3 separate regions of the Mus musculus genome follow, and all the other regions are linked to region 1. The links are chromatin contacts, called in public Hi-C maps. All regions are on one chromosome and are shown on one strand. The core of a region is the stretch at or near the end of the contact, and the rest is flanking DNA. Distances in the headings are between cores, read along the strand shown. Region 1 holds the start of Serpina3k (serine (or cysteine) peptidase inhibitor, clade A, member 3K). Region 2 has its middle 20 kb from the start of Gm51267. Region 3 has its middle 8.3 kb from the start of Serpina3m.

What was found. A called contact is a pair of places that touch in the nucleus more often than the background predicts.
Region 2: a contact with region 1 is called in a Hi-C map of liver, with 5 times the contacts expected there. The contact joins the enhancer-like site here to the promoter of Serpina3k in region 1. A contact is called at or near these places in 7 of 39 promoter capture datasets (the 3T3-L1 cell line, the SN4741 cell line, cranial neural crest and 3 more), 5 of 484 Hi-C or Micro-C datasets (all in liver), 1 of 115 datasets of contacts at active chromatin or transcription factors (double positive thymocytes) and 1 of 9 other capture datasets (liver).
Region 3: a Hi-C map of liver shows a contact between it and region 1, with 1.6 times the contacts expected there. The contact joins the enhancer-like site here to the promoter of Serpina3k in region 1. A contact is called at or near these places in 1 of 39 promoter capture datasets (macrophages), 37 of 484 Hi-C or Micro-C datasets (the AML12 cell line, the G1E-ER4 cell line, beige adipocytes and 14 more), 6 of 115 datasets of contacts at active chromatin or transcription factors (embryonic stem cells, hepatocytes and vascular smooth muscle cells) and 3 of 9 other capture datasets (adipose tissue, embryonic stem cells and pancreatic islet).

The regions. Positions count from the first base shown.
Region 1 is chr12:104,337,004-104,339,938 of GRCm38.p6, forward strand. It overlaps Serpina3k (serine (or cysteine) peptidase inhibitor, clade A, member 3K), which reads left to right and starts at 1,483. Exons shown (of 5, transcript NM_011458.2): 1 at 1,483-1,542.
Region 2 is chr12:104,287,620-104,290,554 of GRCm38.p6, forward strand. No RefSeq gene overlaps it. Among named protein-coding and RNA genes, the nearest start is that of Gm51267, 20 kb to the left of the region's middle. Within about 2 kb of position 1,487, at least 5 of the 459 cell types and tissues checked have an H3K27ac peak or open chromatin away from gene starts, as enhancers often do. A contact at or near this core is called in liver, where this site is marked.
Region 3 is chr12:104,377,434-104,380,368 of GRCm38.p6, forward strand. No RefSeq gene overlaps it. Among named protein-coding and RNA genes, the nearest start is that of Serpina3m, 8.3 kb to the right of the region's middle. Within about 2 kb of position 1,483, at least 3 of the 459 cell types and tissues checked have an H3K27ac peak or open chromatin away from gene starts, as enhancers often do. A contact at or near this core is called in hepatocytes and liver, where this site is marked.

The DNA of each region.
Region 1 (2,935 bases), core at 233-2,732:
CTGTATCAGATGGAGGCTGATCCAGAAAAGGGCAGTGGGTGGCAGAGCCTAGGGCCTGGAGGAGGGTAAGAGTTAGGCAAGAACTGGGTACTGGGTAGTCACAGACATTGGAAATAGACCTAGAACAGAACTGGAGCCAGCAGACCCTGAACTGTAGACTTTGAAACTGTGAGTCAAACCAAACCTTTGCTTTGCTCAATGGGTTCTCCTAGATCACTCAGTTCTATTCCATTGATCAACATGCCTGTCTTCATGCCAATACCATGGGGGTTTATTACTATTGCTCTGTAGTACAGCTTGAAACCAGGGATGGTGGTACAGATATAGAAGTTCTTTTATTATACAAGATTTTTTTTACCTATCCTGGGTGTTTTGTTTTTCCATATGAAGTTGAGAAATGCTCTTTCAAGGCCTGTAAAGAATTGTGTTGGAACTTTAATGGGAATTTCACTGAATCAGTAGACTGCTCTTGTTAGAATGTCTATTTTTACTAGGCTAATCCTACCAATCCATGAGCATGGATATCTTGCCATATTCTAATATCTTCCTCAATTTCTTTCCTCAGACAGTAGAACCTCTTGTCCTGCAGGATGTTTCCTTGCCTGGTTGGAGTTAAACCAAGATATTTGATGTTACTTGTGGCTATTGTGCAGGATGTTTGCTCTCAGTTCTTCCACTTAATATTTGTATAAAGGAGGGCTACTGATTTTTTTTAGTTAGTATTCAGTGTTCATTTTTAAATGACTTAGACTATAAAGCTGCAGCCCTCGTTGGTGAAAAGTAGGTGTCTTAGTCAGCGTTTCTATTCCTGCACAAACATCATGACCAAGAAGCAAGTTGGCAAGAAAAGGGTTTATTCAGCTTACACTTCCATACTGCTGTTCATCACCAAAGGAAGTCAAGACTGGAACTCAAGCAGGTCAGGAAGCAGGAGCTGATGCATAGGCCATGGAGGGATGTTCTACACTGGCTTGCTTCCCAGGCTTGCTCAGCTTGCACTCTTATAGAACCCAAGACTCCCAGCCCAGAAATGGTCCCACCCACAAGGGGCCTTTCCCCCTTGATCACTAATTGAGAAAATGCCTTAGAGTTGGATCTCCTTGAGGCATTTCCTCAACTGAAGCTCCTTTCTCTGTGATAACTCCAGCTGTGTCAAGTTGACACAAAACTAGCCAGTACAGTAGGGTAGAGATCATGCATTCTGGTTTTGCTTCTGACTTCTTCCCCTTTCCACATTGTCTTTGAAACATTTGACAAACAAAATACATACCCAGGAGATCCAATGGGCTTGTACAGAGAAGAGTTGGGAATTGCCCCATCAGGAGGCAGTTCTGATAGAGACTACAAATCCATATTACCAGGAATCTTCTTGTCTGACGAATTGTAAACCGAACACAGGGCACAACTTGTCCATGCCAACATTTCCTAAGAGGAGGGAGGAGCCCTTGGGAGGAATAAATAGGCATCACTGTTCACTGGGGAGATGCCAGGCAAGCCAACAACCCTGAACATCAGGAGTCAGCTATCACAGAGGCTCTGCAGGTAATGCCCGGGATTCCTTGACTCCAGGGACAGAAAAGGCACTGTCCCAGGACTGTATGGTACTAGCTATGGCCTACAACATGTGTGTGGCTGAGGCAAGGGCTTTGGATGAGATACTAGGCTACAATCAGGGAACATTTCTGGGTTCACAGAATCTTCTCTCTGGTCTGTTTCTCTTGCCAAAGGAAGATGCAGATGCTGTGGTCTCTGCTCATAGACAATAAATGGAAGCTGCTCCTCTGACTCTACTGGGATGAAGTTTTGAGAACTTGCGTGGCATGCTGCTGTGATAGCTAGGCTGAGACAGGACTGTTGCACAGTCACTCTGGATGAGGCGACACTTCTGTCTTGCTCACATCACAAAGGCAATGCCTGGGGGTGGGTGTTGGGACCCCACTTCCTTCTTAGATCACAGATCCCCTGGCAGACAGGTTTCACCCTCAACTAGCGAACCAAAGAATGCCCATTCACTGAGCCATGTCTCTTGCCATACCAACTGAGCAACCTCTTTTCTCTGAAAATAATTGTGGGACAAAATACTGTTGAGTGCCTTTCCATAGAAATGGTTGCATCAGTGTGAAAGTAAAGTACAGAGTAAAGGCAGACAAGTTGTTGAGGTTCTGGGCTCCTCTGTAGGCATGTCACAGCAATGGGGACAAGTGGTTTAGTGCCAACACACCCTTCTCTGCTTTCTCCAGCTCCCTGTGTGCTCCTTTTGTCTTCTCTCCCAGCCTAATTCTCTTCACTTCATCCTGCTTTCTCTCCATCTCCCTCTTCCTACTCCCCTCTCCTCCCTCTTCCTATCTCCTTGCACCCTTTTTTCCCATTTCTATCTCCTTACTTTCTCCAAACTTCTACTCTCTGATCTCGCCTCTCTCCTCCCTCCTTTCTCTTCTCTCCCCTCTCCTTGCTACTCCCTCTTTTCCCTCTACTCATCCTCCTCTCTCCTTTTCCCTACCTCCTCTCTCATTTCCCCTCTTCGCTCTCTCTTCTCTCCACTCCTTCCTCTGTCTCCCATTCCTTTACCATCTACCTTCAACTTTACACCTGAATAAATGATCAGAGGCCAAAGGTATATAGCCTTGATTGCAAGCTTTCAACTATACTTCATTAGGATGCCTGTGGCCCTCACGCTGGTTGTATATGGAGGAGATGGACCCCTAGACATTTCCTACCATGACCCCCCAATGCCAACAACAAGCCAGCCACTTAACAATAATGTAACCTGGTCCCCTCACTGAGCTGCACAGAGAGGTCTACCCATTTGATTGCTATCACACAGCCAACATGAAATCTGGCGCAGATATCAGAGACTGATACTGATACTCTTTCTTCTTCCTGCCAGGAGGCTTTTCAAGCCTCCTGAGGTACAAAGAGTCGAGAGAACATTTCC
Region 2 (2,935 bases), core at 237-2,736, 49 kb before region 1:
AAGGCTGCTATGAACATAGTAGAGCATGTGTCCTACTTACCATTTTGAAAATCTTCTGGATATATGCCCAGGAGAGGTATTGCGGGATCCTCCGGTAGTACTATATCCAATTTTCTGAGAAACCGCCAGACTGATTTCCAGAGTGGTTGGAGAAGCTTGCAATCCCTCCAACAATGGAGGAGTGTTCCTCTTTCTCCACATCCTCGCCAGCATCTGCTGTCACCTGGATTTTTGATCTTAGCCATTCTGACTGGTGTGAGATGGAATCTCAGGGTTGTTTTGATTTGCATTTCCCCAATGATTAAGGATGCTGAACATTTTTTCAGGTGTTACTCAGCCATTCGGTATTCCTCAGGTGAGAATTCTTTGTTTAGCTGTGAGCCCCATTAAAGTTAGTTTATAAGAGCAAAGATTTGTTGAAAAATTCCATCAGGGTTATCAGCTAATAAAATTCTCTCCATCTAATAAACAATATACAATGAAAGATTCAAAGTCCTAACTTCTTGTATTGAAGGAGAGACATTTTTTTTTACATAATGTAAGGCTATTAGCCATTCCTTGAGGCAACACTTTCCAATGATTAAGAGCTCACTAGAAGCAAACCCTTTACAATTATCAGGATGCAAGGGGAAAAAAACCTCCAAATCCATAATAATACTATAGGGAGCAGGTAGGCCAGATTGTAATGCCTCTACAGGTTCCACAGCCTCATTGACCTTTCATAAATCTTAAGTTTGAACTTTATTTTGAACAACACCTGGATATATCTGTAGTAATGCTGTTTGGGCTTAAAAAATAATTCCCCAGGGACAAGGTGAGGGGAAGGCTCAAAAACTTTCATAGGCAGGGTTTGTAAGACACCTCACTGAGGCCACTCTGAGCTTTGCATTAATTCAAATGTAAATATTTCTTAATCTGAGCATATTGCCCAATGTTTACCCCTCCTGCAATGAGGACAGATTCCAGGGGAGCAATTTTACTGTCTGTCTATGCCTCTAACTTTTGGACAGTCTTTCCTAAAATGATTTATGTCCTCATCCTTAAACCACTCCTTATAACCTTGATGCTGTGAAAGCATTGCTGTATTATGGTTCCCTGCAAGGTAGCAACCATAGCCAAACCTGGATTGTATGAGGGTCCAATTTCTGCACAAAGATGAATAGATCCAGATAAGTCTGTTTTTGCTTTGTATGGCCGGATGGCTACAGCAAGCTACATTAGTGTTCTCATAAGACAATTGTGTAACAAAAGGAACTCCTGCTTGAGGGTCCCCAAAATTTCTACTAGCTGTTTTTAGTAGCCTATCCATAAACTCCTTGAAACAGTCCATCAGGAGCCTGTTTGATACCAAATAAATTTCCACTGAGATCTTCTATCCAATCGTGGGGGGTTAAAATTTGCTTCTACCACTGTATCCAATAAAGCTTGTGTAAAAGGGGCAGCAGGCCCATACTGGCCACGGCTGTTTTTAACTTTTATTACTTTTGCAATCATCCTAATTACAAAATATGGGTGAGGTAAGAATCCTGAGCTTGCAATCAAACTGCAGCCAATGGAACACTGGCAATTTCACCATAATTTTAAAGTTTCTTTTGCAATATTAGACAATAATCATAACTTTGGAAAGCAAAATCCAATTTTAAACAATCCATTCTCTTTAAAAATCAATACCAAAATCATTACTTTCACATTACGAAGTTTGGCTGCCAATTCTTATATATGAGTGCATGGCAGTGCAACTTTTAATGCTGCATTAAAGAGACAATATTTTAAACCTTATCCCTTATAACTCTAGTTTCTAGGATAAGAATCACATAAAATATTATCCCAATTTAGGAGTATCCTTAGAGGCCTGGCTTCCTGGGCTGGTTCATGCCACATGTTGTTGTTTAAAATGACTCCAACCCTGAGTTACCAGTTTTAAGCCAACTTTCTGTTACTAACATTACACTTTTTAAATCGTACCCACTAACTTATAAGCCAATATTCATTGACCAAGACATGCAGAACATATGTATACCTTTAATAGCACTCAGAAACAAAATGAAGTGGCTACACGAATCTTATATGCTTAGACCAAACAAAATTTTTTATCTTTTCTAGCTGTAATTTTAAGATTAAAAAGCCTTTGTCATTTGCTGAACCGAATAATCACAATTACAGAGATTTTTCTAGGGAAAAAAAACAACAACTATCAGCTTATTTGCCTTGGAACTTGAGGCCCCCTTTAAAAACAGCTTTTCAGCAGGGCTTCTCTAGCTGTACTTAACACCTGGTTACGGGTGAGGGGCAATTTAAATCAGTCTCCACTGTGCAAACTGAGACTGAATCAAGAGATTGACAGCCAGCAGATAAAGTTTTGATCATTTTTTTCTTTTCAACACGAAATATAGAACAACAGTCATTCAGAAAATGAAACAAAAACAGACATGAATTGACACGTGGACAGATTGGTGCAACCAAGACAGACAGCTCAGAGAGGACAGAGAGGGAAGAGAAAATGATGTAACCAGAACTGTCTCCCGACTCCCCCTCCCCCTCTCCTCCCCCTCCCCTCCTCCCCCCTCCCCTCCCCCCCTCATTTGTATATCTAGCATCTCCTTTTTTGTTGTTTTTGTTGTTTTTGTTTTTCTTTTACTATTTTATTTTATTTTAAGCCCTACTCCTCTGTTCTGATGCAGTTTTTTTTAATTAGATATTTTCTTCATTTACATTTCAAATGCAATCCCAAAAGTCCCCTATACCCTCCGCACACCCTGCCCCCTGCCCACGTACTCCCACTTCTTGGCCCTGGCTTTCTCCTGTACTGGGGCATATAAAGTTTGCTAGACCAAGGGGCCTCTCTTCCCAATGATGGCAAACTAGGCTATCTTCTCCTACATATGTAGCTAGAGACACAAGTTCTGGGGGTACTGATTAGTTCATATTGTTGTTC
Region 3 (2,935 bases), core at 233-2,732, 40 kb after region 1:
CCCCCCTTTATAAGAGCATTCACCATTAAACATTTGATCCTTGATCAGGAACCTTGTCTTGGCTCCATTTTTCTCTCATCCGCCTAGTTCCCCTCTCTTTTCATCCCCGGTTTGCCTCCCAGGTGAAACCCAGTTCATGTGAGCCACGGGTCGGTTTCCAACAGTTTGGCATCAGAACGTGGGACCTGAGGAGTGGCAGAAAAACGCTGAAGGAATGCTGTTTCATGTGGAGCTCCACGGTAAGAAAAAGAATCAGAGAATTCGTATCAGGGCACGGTGAAGCAACAGGTAAAGTGTTGCTGGAGATACGGAAGATATGGGCTAAAGTTGGAATCAGTGCTAACCCAACACTGGATTCACTTAGGTCAGCAGCGAGTTTTCGGAACTAGGAGCTAATCAGGCGGTTGTCCGCAGTTTTCAAAAACTGCTTTAGGAGAGAGGAAAAAGAGTTTAAATTAAATAATCAGGCAGATATCCACAGACAGGAGCTGCATCAGGCGGCAGAAACAGGGTTTTTAATAATAAAATAATATAGAAGAAAATGGAATTTGAAACTCTCCCAGAGGCAGAGAGAAATTTCAGGGGACGCCCTGCCTTTTTCTCTCTAGCCCCTACATCAGAAGTTCTCTGCCCTCTTTGTGTTGTCTAACGTCTACTCTAATGTCTGGTGCACCGGTCCATTCACATTTTCAATCCATGTGTGTTTTGTCTCATCTGAATGACTGAATGTTCTGTGTTTCATGTTGGAAAATAAAGATGGCTAAAACTTTATCTGCTGGTTCAGCAAGAGAGTGGTCACATGCTTTAGCCAGGATCAGGCACAGCAGGAGGGCTCCTGCTGGGAAAAACAGTTTTTTAAGAAACAGAGTTTACAACCTCTTAGTTCAAGGTAAATAGGCAGGTAGTTATTCCTTCCTAAGAAAATTCTCTGCAATCATGATTATTGCGTTTAGCTAATGACAAGGTGCTTTTAATAATTATTGCTAGAAAATTTGAAATTCCTTGATTGGTCTAAATTTATAAGATTCATGTAGCCACTTAATTTGGTTTTTTACTGATCAAAAAGGTGTAACACTGGTTACTGGAAAGTTAGCTTTCCAGTAAATTATTAACTCAGGGTTGGAGTCTTTCAAATACGTGGCATAATGCAGGCCAAAAAACTAGGCCTCCTAAGGATACTTCTAGTTGAGATAATGTTTAATGTGATTCTTATCCTAGAAAGTAGAATTAAAGATAAGATTTAAAGCAGTGTCTCTTTAATGAAGCATTAAAATCTGCACTGTCATGCATTTATAGGTATAAATTGGCAGCCAAATTTCACAACATGAAGCATTAAAATCTACACTGTCATGCATTCATAGGTATAAATTGGCAGCCAAATTTCGCAACATGATAGTGAAGTTTTGATGTTTATTCTAAGGTGATAAATTGTTTTGAAATTGGGTTTTGCTTTCCCAAGGGGTTGTAGTTATAGTCTAATATTGCAGAAGAAACTTAAAAGTTCTGAAATCTGTCCTCGCGGCAAGAGGAACTAAGCCCAGAGCAGCCTCTGCATGGCTTGTGTGACTTTCTTTTGTCTTGCAAACGGTGCCTAAGGAAGCTCTCAAGGCTTGCCTCTCCTTGCCTTCAGGGAAAATTGCTTTTAGCTAGAAGAGCACCTTTGCAGATCTACCCAGATGTTGTTCTAAATAAAGCTTAAATTCTAAGTTTATAAAAGGTCAATCAGGCTGTAGAATTTATCAGGACATTGCGATTTGAGTTGCCTACTTCATGTAAAGTTATTATAGATTTAAGAGTTTGTTTTTTCCTTTGCATCTGGAAAATTGTAAAGAGCTTGCTTCTAGTAAGCTTGTAATCACTGGAAAATTTTCCCTCTAGGTATGGCTCATATAGCCTTACCTCTTGTAAGAAAAATTCTTAGCGTCTCTGCTTCAATACAAGAAGCTAAGAGTTTGAATCTTTCAGTGTATATTGTTTCCTAAGTGGAAAGTATTTTATTAGCTAATGCCTCTAAAGGGAAGTTTACTTCAAATGTTTGCTTTCACACAATGAGCTTTAAAGTTCTGGGGAGTAGTTGTTGCTCCATAAGATTCAGAGACAATATATTTTTAATATTTAGGGTTTTAGTTATAATAGAAAATGGTGGTACAGAAAATCTAAGAACGAAAAATTGATTTGCTTCAAAATTTTATTTTCAAAAGCTTCCAGGAGATGTTAATTGGCTAAGACCTTACCTTACATTAAACACAGGAGAACTTAAGATTTTGTTAGGTGCTATTAAGTGAGACACAAATTAACTGGCAAAGAACAAGAGGCTTTGCAGAAAAATAAAGAAAGCTTTTATAATTGTTATCAATTATAATCAATGGTAATTAAATATTAGCTGTACCCACAGCAATTCTTTGGCAAGAGAAAACATTATTGTAAAGTCATTTTTCTTCTCCTCCCACCCAACTGTTGGCCCATGTGGAGCTGCTGCGGGGCAGGACCACCAGAAAGCGGGCACCTTCGTAGCAAACTCAGGGGAGGGCCATGCTCGCCATTGCCCCATGAGCCTCCACCTGTCCCCGCCGGGGTAGCCATATTTTTCCTGCTAGGACTCTGGGTTCTCTGCCGCCCTCGCTCGGGCTTTCTGGCCTACAACAGATTGGGCCACTCCAGCCTCTTCTGCCTGAGAGGAAGGCCGGAGGCGGGCAAGGCAGAGGTGGTGTTCACCTCAAAGCACAATTTTAACATCCTATTAAGGCTGTGGTGGTGCTAATAAAGAATTATAAGATAAATTCTTATATTTTAGAAAACCTATAACAAAAATTGTGTCTTAAGAACCTAAGTGTCTATTATTTGTTCAAAACAGCAATTAAATTGGTTATTACAGAATATTAATATTTGATCTATTGCATACCATCATTTTAAATAATACTGACAATCATTATCC